3 separate regions of the Rattus norvegicus genome follow, and regions 1 and 2 are each linked to region 3. A link is a contact called in public Hi-C data. All regions are on one chromosome and are shown on one strand. Each heading gives the region's core, a stretch centred on a gene start, on an enhancer-like site or on the middle of the called end of the contact. The rest is flanking DNA. Distances are from core to core; before and after follow the strand shown.

Region 1 (4,379 bases), core at 1,075-3,574, 390 kb before region 3:
CATCTGGTGTCGCAATGGTTGGTCACATTAAAGTCACTTTTACTACAGAGAGGGCAATGTCACATCCTCAGTGGAGCAGAGACTTCTGCAAAATCCTCCTTCTCCACCCATGCCAGCCTCATACTAATAGGCATGAGCTTACCTTCACATTTCATGTAGTGGTTAACTGTAGTCATAATAAGGTACAGGGTGACTCACGGCCACCTAACTCTATGTCCAGGTGATTCCATGACATCTTCTAGCCTCACAGGCTCCTGCACACATGGGGTATACTCACAGACTCAGGCACACATACACATACACATAAACGCAAAAGAACCTTAAGCCATAGATGTCCCTAGCTGGGCATGATCGTATACACCTTTCATTTCAGCACTCAAGAGGCAGGTGCGTCTCTGGATCTGAGGCCAGCCTGGATGACATAGAAAGACCCTATCTCAAAACAACAACAAAGCTTTTCAATGGCTCGCAAATGCTTCTTGTTCACACTGCTGTACTGGGATTTGTTCAAGGTTGGTTAGGTGACACTGCTTACATTTGACCAGCCTGGCCAAACTGGCCTGCTCTTATGTCTGGTGATTGACTGGCTGTGAGCTAACCTAGGCCCTAGGTATAGCATTTCAGCTTTAGTTCCCTTTCCTGTGGCTGTGATAAATTACTCCGATCAAAGCAACTTAATGGAGAAAGAGTTTATTTTTATCTCAAAATTCAAGTATCATGGGAGCATCATGGGAACGTGGGGGTGGGGATTCAAAGCAGCAGGAGCCTGAAGCACCTGGACGTATCACCGGCATGGTGAGGATACAGAGAGTGACGAGTGCAAGCAGTTCACTCTCTCCCTTTCATACAATCCTGGATGCCCTGACCTGAGAACCGTTCCACCCACAGTTATGATGGGCTTTACTTACCACAGATAACATAATCAAAATAATCACCCTCCACCCAGATGGGTGGCCCATCTTCCAGGTGATTCTAGATATCGTCAAGTTGACAACACTCACCATCTGAATGAAGGTGAGAGATTATTTTTTATTTGTTTGGTGTGTGTGTGTGTGTGTGTGTGTGTGTGTGTGTGTGTGTGTGTCCCCTTGTGGAGCTCAGAGGACAATTTGTGGAATTCTTTTCTCTCCTTCCACAGCTGTGGGTCCTCAGATTGACCTCGTGTCTTAGGGTTTGTGAAGAGACACCATGGCTACGGAAACGCTTATAAAGGAAAACATTTAATTGGGGCTGGCTTACAGTTCAGAGGTTCAGCCCATTGTCATTATGGTAGGACACATGGCAGCGTGCAGGCAGACATGGTGCTGAGAGATAGCTGAGAGCTCCACATCAGGATCTGCAGACAGCAAGAAGAAACTATGAGCCACTAGGCCTGACTTGAGCTTCTGAAACCTCAAAGCCTGGCTGTTCCTCCAAGGCCACACCTATTCCAATGAAGCCACACCTCCTCATAGTGCCACTTCCTGTGAACCTATGGGGGCCATTTTCATTCAAACCTCCACACCAAGAGAGTCAGTGAAAACCCCGTTGACACTTGGTGTCAGTGCTACCCACTTCATTCTGTTGGCTAAGGCAAACGTCTTGGTATAAGGGAGTTTGCATTCCACCTTCAGGAGAGAAATTGCATACCCTACAACAGAGGGTGTGGATATGAAGAAGCATTAACGATATATTTGCAGGTATAATGGACACATTTTCCTCCCCCTGACATGCATCCTCCATATCCTATAACAATCCCTGTACAACAGTGGGAAGCTTAGCCCAGATTGGCGGTTGTAGAAACTGAGAAGTTTTTCTACCAGTTGATAAATACGCCCCCAAATCTATGCTGTGACCTTGATGAAAGTAGGTCCAGAAGCAAAGAAGTAAAAACAGAAGAATGCCAGTAATCCCAGCTTTTTGGGAGGCTCTGGGGAAGGGCATCCTGAGGTTGAGGTCAGCTGGTCTACATAGTTAAATCCTGTCTCAAACCAAACCACTTTTCCCCTGCGTGTCATTACGTAGTCTTAAAAATCTTTTCCTTTTCTACCATCGGCCTCTATCAATTTAGAAATTTTGCTACCGAAGGAAAATTTTCCACCAGGAGACGCAATAGCTCAATAGCACTAGAAGTGGAGCCACAGAGCGGCAGAGCATCGCAGGAGCGCTTGTAGCGCGCTCGTCTTGCTGGGGACTACATTTCCCACAGGGCCAAGCGCGCTGTGTCCGGGCTCTGGACGCTTCATAAACGGGAAGCCTCAGGCTGGACAGCACGGGAGCTTCTGGGACTTGTAGTCCTGTGGGCGGTGCCCTCGAGCTGGGGACTTGGGTTTGAAAGTCATCCCGCGGCATTCCACTCCGGGTGACCGCTGGCTGCGGTGCCTGGAGGCGAGTGCGGCTGGAGAACCGAGCGCGAGGATTAAAGGCAAGGACACGGGAGAGGACTGAGAGGACAGGGTATCGGCATGCTGGGTGGGTCCCTACCTTGTCACAGTTCTGTAGAGGACAGTAGTCTGGGTAGTGGGTGTGCGAGCGAAGAGTGTAGCACAGCTCTCAGATACTTTTGTCACGTTATGGAGATTTGTGTAACTCCGATTCGGGAGGCTTGGACCCTGCAATGTGTCTGCTTTCTTCCACAACTTTTAAGTTTTTGGGTGGCTTAGTTTGTCTCGCCTGGGTGGTTGTAGTTGGTGCTAGCTGGGTTGTTTGAACACGGTAGACTCAAATTGTTTTCTTGTGTGGGTGTGCATGAGCTTGTGTTCTACTTTGTAACCGTATCTGTTTTTGTACATATATGAGCTGCAGTTGTGAGCTTTGCCCAACTGCCCAACTGTGCGGACGATTGTATGAGGCTGTATTTGTATTTTGGGTAATGTGTCTGTAGTTGAGCCTCAGTGTCTCATTCTGTGGGTTTACTAATGTAGATGTAATGTAACGGCATTTTGAGTGTGACTTTTTTTTATTAAATTATTTATTTATTTATTTTGGGTTTGTGTGTGTGTGTGTGTGTGTGTGTGTGTGTGTGTGTGTGTGTGTAGGTCTTTGGACAACTTGCAAGAGTCCGTTCTCTCCTACTATGTGGGTCCCAGCGATGGAACTCGGGTTGTAAGGTTTGGCAGCAATCGCCTTTACCAGCTGAGCCACCTAGCTGGTCCCAGACTGTGAGTTCACTGTATGCTTGGCAGAGGGTGGTTGTGAAGATTTTAGGTTGTATTTATATCTGTGGTGTGGCAGGGAATGTGTTGGGATGGTTGAAGGAGTTGGGGCTTGACTCAATCATGGGAATTTACATGGTCTGGGTCTGTATATAGTTTGTGAGTTGCATCTCCCTGATTTGTATGCAATTGATTCTATTCCATTGGGTGTGTTTTTGTGTATTTGAGTGCTCATATGCATATAGGATCTGGTCTATGTGATCAATGATTTTGGTCACTAGCATACTGATATGCTCTCTGGATGGCTATTAGCTAGACCTGTGGGTACTCAAGGCAAGGTTGCACCAGGCAAGTCATTTCTCCCCTACCTAGTTGCCTGTGACCATTACGAAACCCTGGGTAATTTCTACCCAAGCCCAGAAGACAGCCCCACAGTCCCGTTCAGGCAAAATGTCCTGTTCTAGGACTAAGGTTGTGGAAAGGACCAGATAAAGGTGTCTTTTCCCTGACATGTAGCTGCCGGCCCCAGGGAGTGCGGCAGACTACAGAGCCTGGTGAAGGGTAAGCGGGGATCCAGATTGGGAATTGAGTTTGTGAGCCACAGAGCAACCAAGTCCCCGGATGTCTTTAGACAGCAGGAGGAGAGGAGGGAAGATAAGAAATGGAGGAAGCTAGAGTTGGCTCAGAGGAGGGCATTGTGGTGCGCTCCTCAGGACACACAGCCAGGCATTACAGAAGGATTTAGAAGCCCTGGAGACGTATTAGTCTAATGGACCAGGAGGAAATGGGAGGAGGCTTCCTAGACTTCAGACACGTCAGTTGGGAGCGAGAGGAACAGTTAGTCACTTGATTTGATGGACCTCACAGGGATGATTTTAGAGAGGCCCCAAGAGGGGTTAGGCGATTATGGAACAATGGGGGAGTTCAGAAGGAACTTTGGAGCTCCACACAGGACATGTATGAAGATTTCTGGATGAGAAGGGTGGTTGCAAAAGGTTTTGAACATCTGTAGCAAGTAAGTATGCATTAGTGCCCAGTTGTGGGTGAGGGCAGGAAGCATCACTTTCATGGGGGTGGGTACCGTTGGACCCCAAGTGAGGCTGAGGTCAGCCTTAGAATAAATCAGAACCAAGTCTTCTGTCAGATAGGTGGCTGGGAGTTCTAGAATGTTCGTCTGTAGATGCCCTGTGTCCTTGTGCACACCCATGTACGCTTGGTGAGGTCTTTGGCATTTATGGATAGGTG
Region 2 (4,744 bases), core at 2,223-4,722, 430 kb before region 3:
TATGAAGAGAAGGCAGCATAGACCGTGGTCAGAGATGAAGGTGTTTGATAACATGACATATGCTGCCTTATCTAAATCACTATCCAGCCTTAATAAAACAGGAACACAAATCTCGGGGGGATATTTCATCAAACTTGACAAACCCATTTGAAAATTCATTTGGAAGAAACAAGGTGAGGAACATTGGGGAGCCTTCATAAAACCAAAGAGAGGAGCAGCTCTTCAAAAGTCAGGCATCATAAAGCAATATTAACGATCATGGCGTGTTAATACACAAAGGTGGGCAAACAGGCCAGTGGAGCAGACCAGAAAGTACAGGAAGATACCTTGATACAGAAACATATGTGTGTGTGTGTGTGTGTGTGTGTGTGTGTGTGTGTGTGTGATCTCTACCATTAGAAATACAATAATACAATTTTTTTTAAATCCCTAAAACCTAATATTTATCAGAATGTTAGAATCTCCATTAACTTTCTTAAGGACCATTTTCTTCAGGCGTAATAAGCCAGAACTCCTAAGGAAAAGATGGTTGGATTTTATAGTACCAATGTCTGATGCTGTTTCAAGACCTAAAGGCGCCACGGCCCTTTGCATCTTGGTGGCAGTGATTAGTATGGGGTCAGAAGGTAACTCAGACGACAGGGGGAAAAGGCTTTTTCTTTGGCTTTGAAAGATCTCCATGTGCCTTCAAAAACCAGTTCAGTGTAGTGTGCAGAGTATCAGAAGGAAGGGTCTAGAATAGAAGAAACTTTAGCAGGAAAACTGGGTAAAAATCTCCGGGACAAAGTTGTGTGTGTTTTGGATATGGTGAGTGGGATATCCTGAGGTGTAAAAAAAAAAATGTTATATATATATATTTTACCTATAACAACTGATGCTGTTTTACACATGAGGATAAAAAGGGGGGGAGAAAAAAGGTGTTTGGTACTCGGGATTGAACCCAGTGTCTCCAGCATGCTAGGCAAGCACTGTACCATACGAACTACAGCCACCCCAGTCCTGTAACATGCTGCTTTAAGTGCTTTTGAGTTGCCTATTAAATACATGAAGGGTGCATCTGCTTTCGTGAGGATTGTTGAAGGCATTAGATTAGGATTGTATGGAGCGCTCTGGAGCACAGGATTGGAATTTAGGATTTACTGGTGTGTGACTAGGCATTTAAACCTTGTGACTAGGTTAGGAAATAGGTGGCTACCTGGGGAGAGGTTGTGTAAGGAAGGTGGTCACATTCTTCCATGAGATCATCCAGCTGTTTGGACGGTGAGTCAAGGAAAGGTGAGCTAAGATAGGGGAAGAGGCCACAATGTACAGGACCATGCCGTGTGACCCCAGACCAGAGACAATAGAGAGGTGGTTGTTACTGGTCCATTCCAGATGTTCAATCTCATTGCCAGATTAAGCATGAAGAGTTGGTAAAAATGTCAGGCAATTTCAGGGGAATGGAAGAGAAGCCTTCCTGACACATATATGAGCCAAAGACATGTAGTGAAGCCATTGAGTGGGTGAAAAGAGACTGTGTACAGTTTGGAGAGATAGTGAGTGTGGAATACTGAGGCAAAGGGGAGATCATGTCTCTGCGGGAACTCTTACAGCCTACAGACTTCCCAGGGAGCTGATGATCCAGGACCCAAGGATAAACTGGATTTGCAGATAGAGGGGGGTCCAGTCCTTTGAGAATGCTAAATTAACACCCCCAAAAGACTTTAGTGTAAGATATTAGGATTCCCTGGGGGCTCCAAAAATCAATCTCTGTGGGGGTCCTAAGCATGGGTATTGTTTAACAGCTCTCCCGGGGAGCAGAATGAATAGTCAGATTCAAAGACCTAAGCATAGTGTGGTTTTCACTAACACCGTGTGCTGCGTTCATTCATGCTTTATGCTTCTGTATCTCGGCGAGGTGAGAAACCCTATCTCAGGTCTGGGGAAATAAAACTCCATACCCTATCCATAAGCCCACCACTTCACTATCCAGCAAGCAAGCACGGATAACTCTTTGAGCATCAATATAAAACTGAATCCATGGTATCAGATTTGCTATGCTCTTAGATAAAAATTGCTTTTAATCCATGGACCACGGTCGTGCAATTTTTTCCCCTTTAAAATTAAAACACTGCGTTTTATGTGTCTAATAAAAATATACGACCCGGAGTTTTAGCAGCCACACAAAAATACAATTTGTGGATTTACTGGAATTCAATTCTGTTCTGCAGAGTACATTCTTAGTCATAAGAAAGGATGCTCCGTAAATACCCCCGTAATTAGTCTTTCACACACCTGCGCTTATTTCCTTAAATTTCTTGGCAGTGAAATGGTTCTATCAATAGTACATTAACAAACTTTTAATAATTCATCGATTTTACTGCCAGGGAAGAAATATCATTTATCTGCCAACGAAATTCATGGGCACAGAGAATAAAGCCAAAATCATCTTTTCGTAGTCTGTCCTCCCCTCCCCCATTCCTTTTCCTAGAGGTAACCAGTTTAAAAAAAATTTTTTTTTGCACATCGTTTCATAAGCTTTGCCCACATTTGTATATTTTTAACAAAGAAATACATGAGAAGGAAAAAAAAACAAAACACTTACCATTTCGTTTCTACAAACTTCAGCAGCGGGCTTTATTTCACTGGATCTATTACGATTCAGGTCCTTTATGGCAGCGATACCCCCGTTATTTTTCCTGGTGACAGGGATGTCTTCTATCACAGGCGGGCTTGGTAATCTACCCGCTTACTCCCCTTGCAATCTCTTGCTATTCTATGCAGTGGATTCATGCAATGGTGGGTGACCACATGCGATTCAGCGCGCTGCCATAAACCGCCTTCACCCAGTATCTCAGGTTGGCGTTTCGCTATGCAGACAGTCAGGTCATGATTCTTCCAGCCATTTGTATTGTCCTGTGACTTGCAGTCTCTTTTGCCCCTTTTTGGTTTGCTTTTGTCTTTCCCTTGCTGGTTTCCAATAGCTCTTCGTTTATTAAGGAAATTAGCTTAGTACTTGGGTGTTGCAGGCAGAAAAGTCCTTTCTTCCACCTTTATCGTTCGTGGTTAGACCTCAACGTATGTGTTTCTGCCTCGATTTTTCATGGTTTTTCCTTTTTCCCGATTTTAGACAAATATATGCTTGTCCTTTTCCCCTCTCTCTTCTCAGGTTTTGCATTGGGGCATCATTAGTAGGTATTTCTGATTCACCCCGATTTCTTTTGGGGGGGCTGCATCCCTTCACACCCACATCCCATCCCCCTTTTCCAGACTCTGCTTGGGGGCCCCTAACACGGACTCCGTTGACGTCAACTCCGTGCCTTGGCGCCAAGCTGTTGCCTTGACAACAGCAGTCTGATTGGCAGGGTGTGGGAGGCGTGGTGAGGGCCCAAAGCGGGGAATGGGGTCTCGGATTGGTCAGAGAGGAAGCTCCGCCTCTGCAGAGGACCCTGACAAGGAGGTGTCCCGCAGCCCTTGCTGCAGACGCTGGGGAGTCAAGAGTCGCGGGAGGACGAGCATCGGAGGAGAAGCGGAGAGATGTCCACCCTGGGCTGGTGGCGCCGCTGGGCGCCCGGTTCAGTGTGGGTGCACTAGACTGCCGACCCTGGTCGGGGTGTGTGCGCAGAGTGCGGTGCTCCGGGGAGGTGAGTCAGCCGGCCACCTGCCTGCCCAGCGGCATGCACCCTTTTGAATACCGTCTGCAGAGTTCAGAAGGTGTTCAGGGTGCGTTGCTGCGGGCCAGGGGCGGCAGACCATATCACGGCTCGCCAGGGTGATTGACAAGGCTGCAGACTGCGCCTTCGGGAAGGGGGAATCACCTCGGAGCGGCCGTGTTGCCGCAGAGATGCCATTTAGGTGATAGGGATCTAAGGGGTATTCTATAGGTCGAGGCCTCGGACCCTCAGGGTCCCGCGATCTTAGGGTCATAGGGTTGTAGAGGCGAACCACCCAGAATCCCGGGAGAATCCAGGCTCCCTGTCTCGCCTGCGCGGCCGATGGCCACGCAGATGATGCAGGAGTCCTGTCACAAGACCACCACAGTGGACATCAGAGTGCCGTCTCTGAGCCACCTCTTCTGTGGTTTCATTTTCTTTGCTCAGCAGAGTCTAAGGACTATGCAGTTAACCCGATCGCCAGGTCATCTAACTGGCAGGGTCTTCGCGATCTAGCGATCTACTGCTATGCGCGGCACTGTTCGGCGATGTTCTTGGGGGCGGGTCTTGTTTTGCCGCAGTGGCGGTGGGCGGGGCTGATGGCAGCTTAGGGGCGGGATCAAAGTGGAGGCGGGGGGGGGCTATGAGATACTTTTCAGCTCCACCCAGTTAGCGCCATCTTGGAGGGTGGAAACAGGTTTGCTGTGCAGGCTTATTTTGATTGGCTGCCTGTGGTAGGGGTGGGGCTAAGACCGAGTGACGTTAGCCCACTTGGGGCTGTGGCGGACTCAGCAGGCCCAGCCCACTTGGCGCCATCTTGAAATGACAGCCGATTTGCCGCGCAGGCGCGGCTTTACCTTGCATTAAAGAAAAGACTAAAAAGCCGAAATGGCTTGAGTATATGGGGTGCTATCTCCTCTCTCCTCCTTTGCTGGTTGACAGTAAAGATGCACCCCAATTGTTGCCCTATCTGACTAGCCTAGTGTCCTAGACCCCCGGCATCGGTTGGAGCTAGGCACAATACTTAATTTGCCGCACGAATACTGCCACCTCGCGGCCTTCCATCTAATGGGTGGAGCGGCAAGCTCAAACGCGCCATTTTTCTGTGGCTA
Region 3 (4,486 bases), core at 394-2,893:
AAATATATGAGCCTATGTGGGCCATTCTTATTCAAACCACATTTCACTCCCTGGCCCACATAGGCTTATATCATAATGCAAAAATGCATTCAGTTCAACTTCAAAGGCCTTCATAGTCTATCACAGTCTCCACACTAAAGTCCAAAGTCGAAGTGTCTTCTGAGATTCATGCTTAACTCTAACCACTGCAGATAACATAACTTCCAACATACAATGCCAAACATTATTATTTCCAGACATGGGGCTGGAGAAATGACTCAGTGGCTCGGAGCACTGGATGTTCCTCTAGAGGATTAGGGTTCAATTACCCGAACCCACATGGCAGCTTACAACTTCCTGCAACTCCAGTTCCAGGAGATCCATCCATGGTACCAGGCATGCATTTGGTATATATATATATATATATATATATATATATATATATATATATATATATATATGTATATATGTATATATGTATATGTATATGTATATATGTATATGTATATGTATGTATATGCATATGTATATGTGTATATGTATATGTATGTATATATATGCAAATGCCCATACAAGTAAAATAGATAAATCTTTAAAAACACATTCCAAAAGGGAGGAAAAGGAGCACAGTGAGGAAATCAATACTGGATCAAAGAAAAGACCGAAAACAAGCAGGGCAAACTCTAAATTCTGCATCTCCATGTCAGTCAGATCTCCAAATCTTTTCACCTTTGTTGACCACTGTGTACTTCTCTCTCTCAGGCTGGTTCCATGCTTAGGATGCAGCTATCCCATGACTCTACCATCTTCAACATCTTGAAGTCTCCAACACAATCCAGTCTTCAAATTCCCAGCTTCACTCAACCGTCTCTCAAGATTTCTATGCAGGGATACCCCTGTCAGAAAGCTCTTTGAATCCTTTCCTTTTGAGTTTCTATGGCTGTGTAATTCACTTATCTGAGTGTGGGTTGCACCTGCCAGTAATCACAGACAGCATTTGAAAGATAGACTTAGGAAGATCAGGGTTTCAAAGTCATCTTCTACTTACATAAAGAGTTTGAGACTGCCTGGAGTATATGACACTCTGTCTCAAAACATCAACAAAAGGGCTGGCCTCTAGTGATCAATTTACCCTTCAGCCCCTCTCCTCTCCTCTCCTCAATGGGGTTTGGGACCGATCATCTAATCCCGTTTAGTGAAGCTACCTTGAGTCTGTCAGCCACCAATCAAGAGCGGTCAACAAGATCTTTATTACTTTGGAGATTCCAAGCATTTAAGTGTTGTAATGCAGATCACCAGAAGACAGACCTACCATACGTTTCACACTCCTCTCACATTCACAGCACTTAATTCTCTGAGAGACTTGTCTCCCTCTCTCACACTGAAAACTCACAACCCAGTCCGTTTCAAACACACGCCGGCCTGGCACACCCAAGCACAGACTTAGTTCCGGACGCCTGTCGTCTGAGCCCTCGCGCCCCCCAGATTCCACGCAACCGCCCGCCTACCTCCAGACAGAAAACACAGGGACCACGAGGATCTCCCCTCCCCGCAGCGCTCGGGCTCCTACTCCCTAACAAGAGCCTCAACTCACCCGCCAGCTACCTTATCCAGACGCTGTCAACCGAGGGACGCTGGGAGGTGTCATACAAGCTAAATGTGCGCAAGCGCAGCCTGTGCCAGCGACAACAGAAAAACCTAATCTGAGAAAGGCGGGGCTTAAGGGGCGTGTACTCGGCGAAGTCTGCGGTGAGAAACTGGTCTTACGGAGAACAGTTTCTTAGTCTGAGGGTGAAGGCAAGGCTAAGCAGAGAAGAGCAAGGATCTCAGAAGTTTATTGTGAGGGGCTGTACTTATTAGGGAAGGTTCCCAGCAGAATCTGGAGTAAGGGGCGGGGCTTGGTGGAGAAAGGGCGGACTCTCAGCGGAGTCCCTGGAGAGGGCTGTGCTAAACTGAGAAGGGGCGTGAGCTTATCAGTATTAGTGAGGGGCGGGGTTATCAAGTAGGGCGGGTTCTCAGCTGTCTGAGGTGAGGGCAGGGCTTGGGAGAGGGGCAGGTTCTCAGCCGAATCCGAGGTGAGGGCGGGGCTTAGGCAGTAGGGTTGGTACTGGCAGCCCGAGGTGAGGGCGGGGCTTGGGGGAAGGGGCGGTTCTCAGCAATCCGAAGTAAGTGGTGGGGCGAGTAGGGCGGTTCTTCGCTCAGTCTGAGGTGAGGGCGCGGCTAGGAGAAGGGGCTGGTTCTCAGAATCTAGATTGAGGGTGGGACTCAGTGGAGAAGGGCGGGTCCTCAGCAGAATATGAGGTAAGAGGCGGGGTTTGAGCCCAAAGAGCAGGGTCTCAGCGTAGTGTCTGGTAATGGAGGCGCTAAGCGGAAAAGGGGAGGATTCACAGCACTCTGAGGGGAGGGGCGGAGCTTAGCCAGTAAGGCGGTCCTCCTAGCAGTCCTAGAGAGAGCACCGGTTTGAAGGAGAAGGGGCGGGTTCTCAGACGAGTCAGAGGAAAAGGACAGGGCTCGAGGAGAAGGGCACAATTTAAGGCTGTTCTACTACAACAGGTGGCAGAAGGGATGAGAGCTGGGACAGTGTGTGGCTGAGTGCGTGATTATGCAGAAGTGTTGCCTAGGGTTCCTGGCCTTGTCGCTTAGGGCGACTCTTGCTCCAGCTCTTCATTAGGCTTCCCATCTTTCATGGAGACCAGCAATGTCTCTAGGTACCAGCTGCTGCGGATCCTCACACTATTCATCCATCAATCTCCTTGATGTCACTGTTCATTACTTAACTATGCTCGATCTTTATTGTTAGATTTTGAGACTCTGATTTTTTAGAGAGAGAGAAGATTTGAGGTGGTTAGCCCAGACTAACTTCTAAAATGGGTAAACAGCCAAAGATGACTCTGAACTCTTGATCTTTCCGAATCCATCTTCCAAATTGAGATTAAAGGTGTAAGCCTCCACGACTCCAGGCTTGGAATTTTGACCTTTGCAAGCTAAGCTTTGCCACAAGAACAGCCACTATTCTGTATCTGATTGTCTCCTCCCTCTCACTCATGTTCATCACCTCCGTGACCAGCAAACCAGCATATGTTTCACCTACAAAATGGAAATGTCATTATTAGTGTTGGAAGCAGCGAATGTGACAACGTCATAGGAACCAAAATACAACAGTCAGATTTTTTTCTGCCTTTTGCCAAACTAAAAAGTATCCCTGTTTTGAAGGATCAAGAAATCAATAGTTGTATTAAAAGCTGAAACAAATAAGACAAGGTCACTTGGGTGAAGAGAGGGGGGAAAAAGAAGCAAACATAATTCCCTGGCTTCTTAAATCTTAATTTCGACAGATACAGACCTGACAAGTAGGGGAGGGGCTATAAAGAAATATAAAGTAGGAAGGGTGTATCAGATATTTCCTAATTTCTTCAGATAACATTTCAACATCTTTGAAAACTTATTCCATAAAAGATATATCCTGGTTGTCATCAATTCAATCTTGATGCTACCTGGAGTTGAAGGCTTGTCCCTACAAAACTTCCCACTGTTTGTGATGGAACTCCCAAACTTCAGTTGTTTTGCCTGTGTTTCTGACTCTAAACTGGGGTGTCTACCACCCTCGCTTCTCGAGTTCTATTAATTTGCTAGCATGAAAGATATCAAGGAAATGCAGGATTTTTCTTCTTGTTGTTTACTATAGGAGACCTTAAAGGACACAAATGAACAAATCGAAGACAAAGTCCAGAAGGACCCTAAGAATTGGAGCTTCTCACCCCACAGGGTTGAAGTGTGTCACTCTCCTAGCACATGGCTGTATTCTTCTTGGTCTTTCTGAAAGCCTTGAATTGCTAGGGGGTAGGGGGCAGGAGAAGCTGAGGCTTCATTAGATATGATTGATGAAGTCATAGGCTACTGTAAGTCAGTGTTACCTTTATGCACCTCATGGCCCCCACACACACACCCTCACCTCCCATCCTCCCCCATTCCAAAGATAGAGCTGTGAGTTACAGCTGTCTTAGCCCTTGATTGGTTCCACTGGCAACCAGCTAGCTCCCTGTAATCACCTAAAGTACCTTAACATAGTGGTTCTCCACCTTCCTAATGCTGCGACCCTTTAATACAGTTCCTCATGTTGTGATGACCCCCACTACAACATTACTTCCATTGCTACCTCATAACTGTGATTTTGCTACTGTTATAAATCATAATGTAAGTATCTGATATGAAGTATATCTAATATGCAACTCCTGTGAAAGGGTGGGCTGACCCCCGCCCCCCAAAAGAGGTCTCAACTCCCCAGTTGAGAAAAGCCTCCTTAACAAACCATGTTGAGTGTAGGGGCTGATTCCTGCAATCTCAGCACTCCACTCAGGCAGGAGAATTGCCACAAATTCAAATCCAGCCTTGGTTTCATAGTGAGTTCGAGGCCAGATTAGGCTAGCATGAAATCGTTTTTCCAAACACTTTTAGCTCCCGGGAGCTGGAGGTGCAGAAGTGAAGAAAACATAAATTAGCAAAGCAA

Evidence for each region. A called contact is a pair of places that touch in the nucleus more often than the background predicts.
Region 1: a contact with region 3 is called in a Hi-C map of hepatocytes, with 2.0 times the contacts expected there. The contact joins the promoter of Zim1 here to the promoter of Zfp78 in region 3. A contact is called at or near these places in 6 of 12 Hi-C or Micro-C datasets (Schwann cells, frontal cortex, hepatocytes and 2 more).
Region 2: a Hi-C map of the A7r5 cell line shows a contact between it and region 3, with 5 times the contacts expected there. The contact joins the promoter of Peg3 here to the promoter of Zfp78 in region 3. A contact is called at or near these places in 8 of 12 Hi-C or Micro-C datasets (the A7r5 cell line, the Rat2 cell line, Schwann cells and 5 more).

What each region holds. Positions count from the first base shown.
Region 1 is chr1:76,162,884-76,167,262 of GRCr8, forward strand. Zim1 (zinc finger, imprinted 1) reads left to right here and starts at 2,325. Exons shown (of 8, transcript NM_001107473.1): 1 at 2,325-2,404; 2 at 3,018-3,140.
Region 2 is chr1:76,127,522-76,132,265 of GRCr8, forward strand. It overlaps Peg3 (paternally expressed 3), which reads left to right and starts at 3,473. Exons shown (of 9, transcript NM_001304816.1): 1 at 3,473-3,623.
Region 3 is chr1:76,556,342-76,560,827 of GRCr8, forward strand. Zfp78 (zinc finger protein 78) reads right to left here and starts at 1,644. Exons shown (of 5, transcript NM_001427789.1): 1 at 1,574-1,644. It overlaps LOC134482884 (a long non-coding RNA gene), which reads left to right and starts at 1,328. Exons shown (of 2, transcript XR_010059559.1): 1 at 1,328-1,728.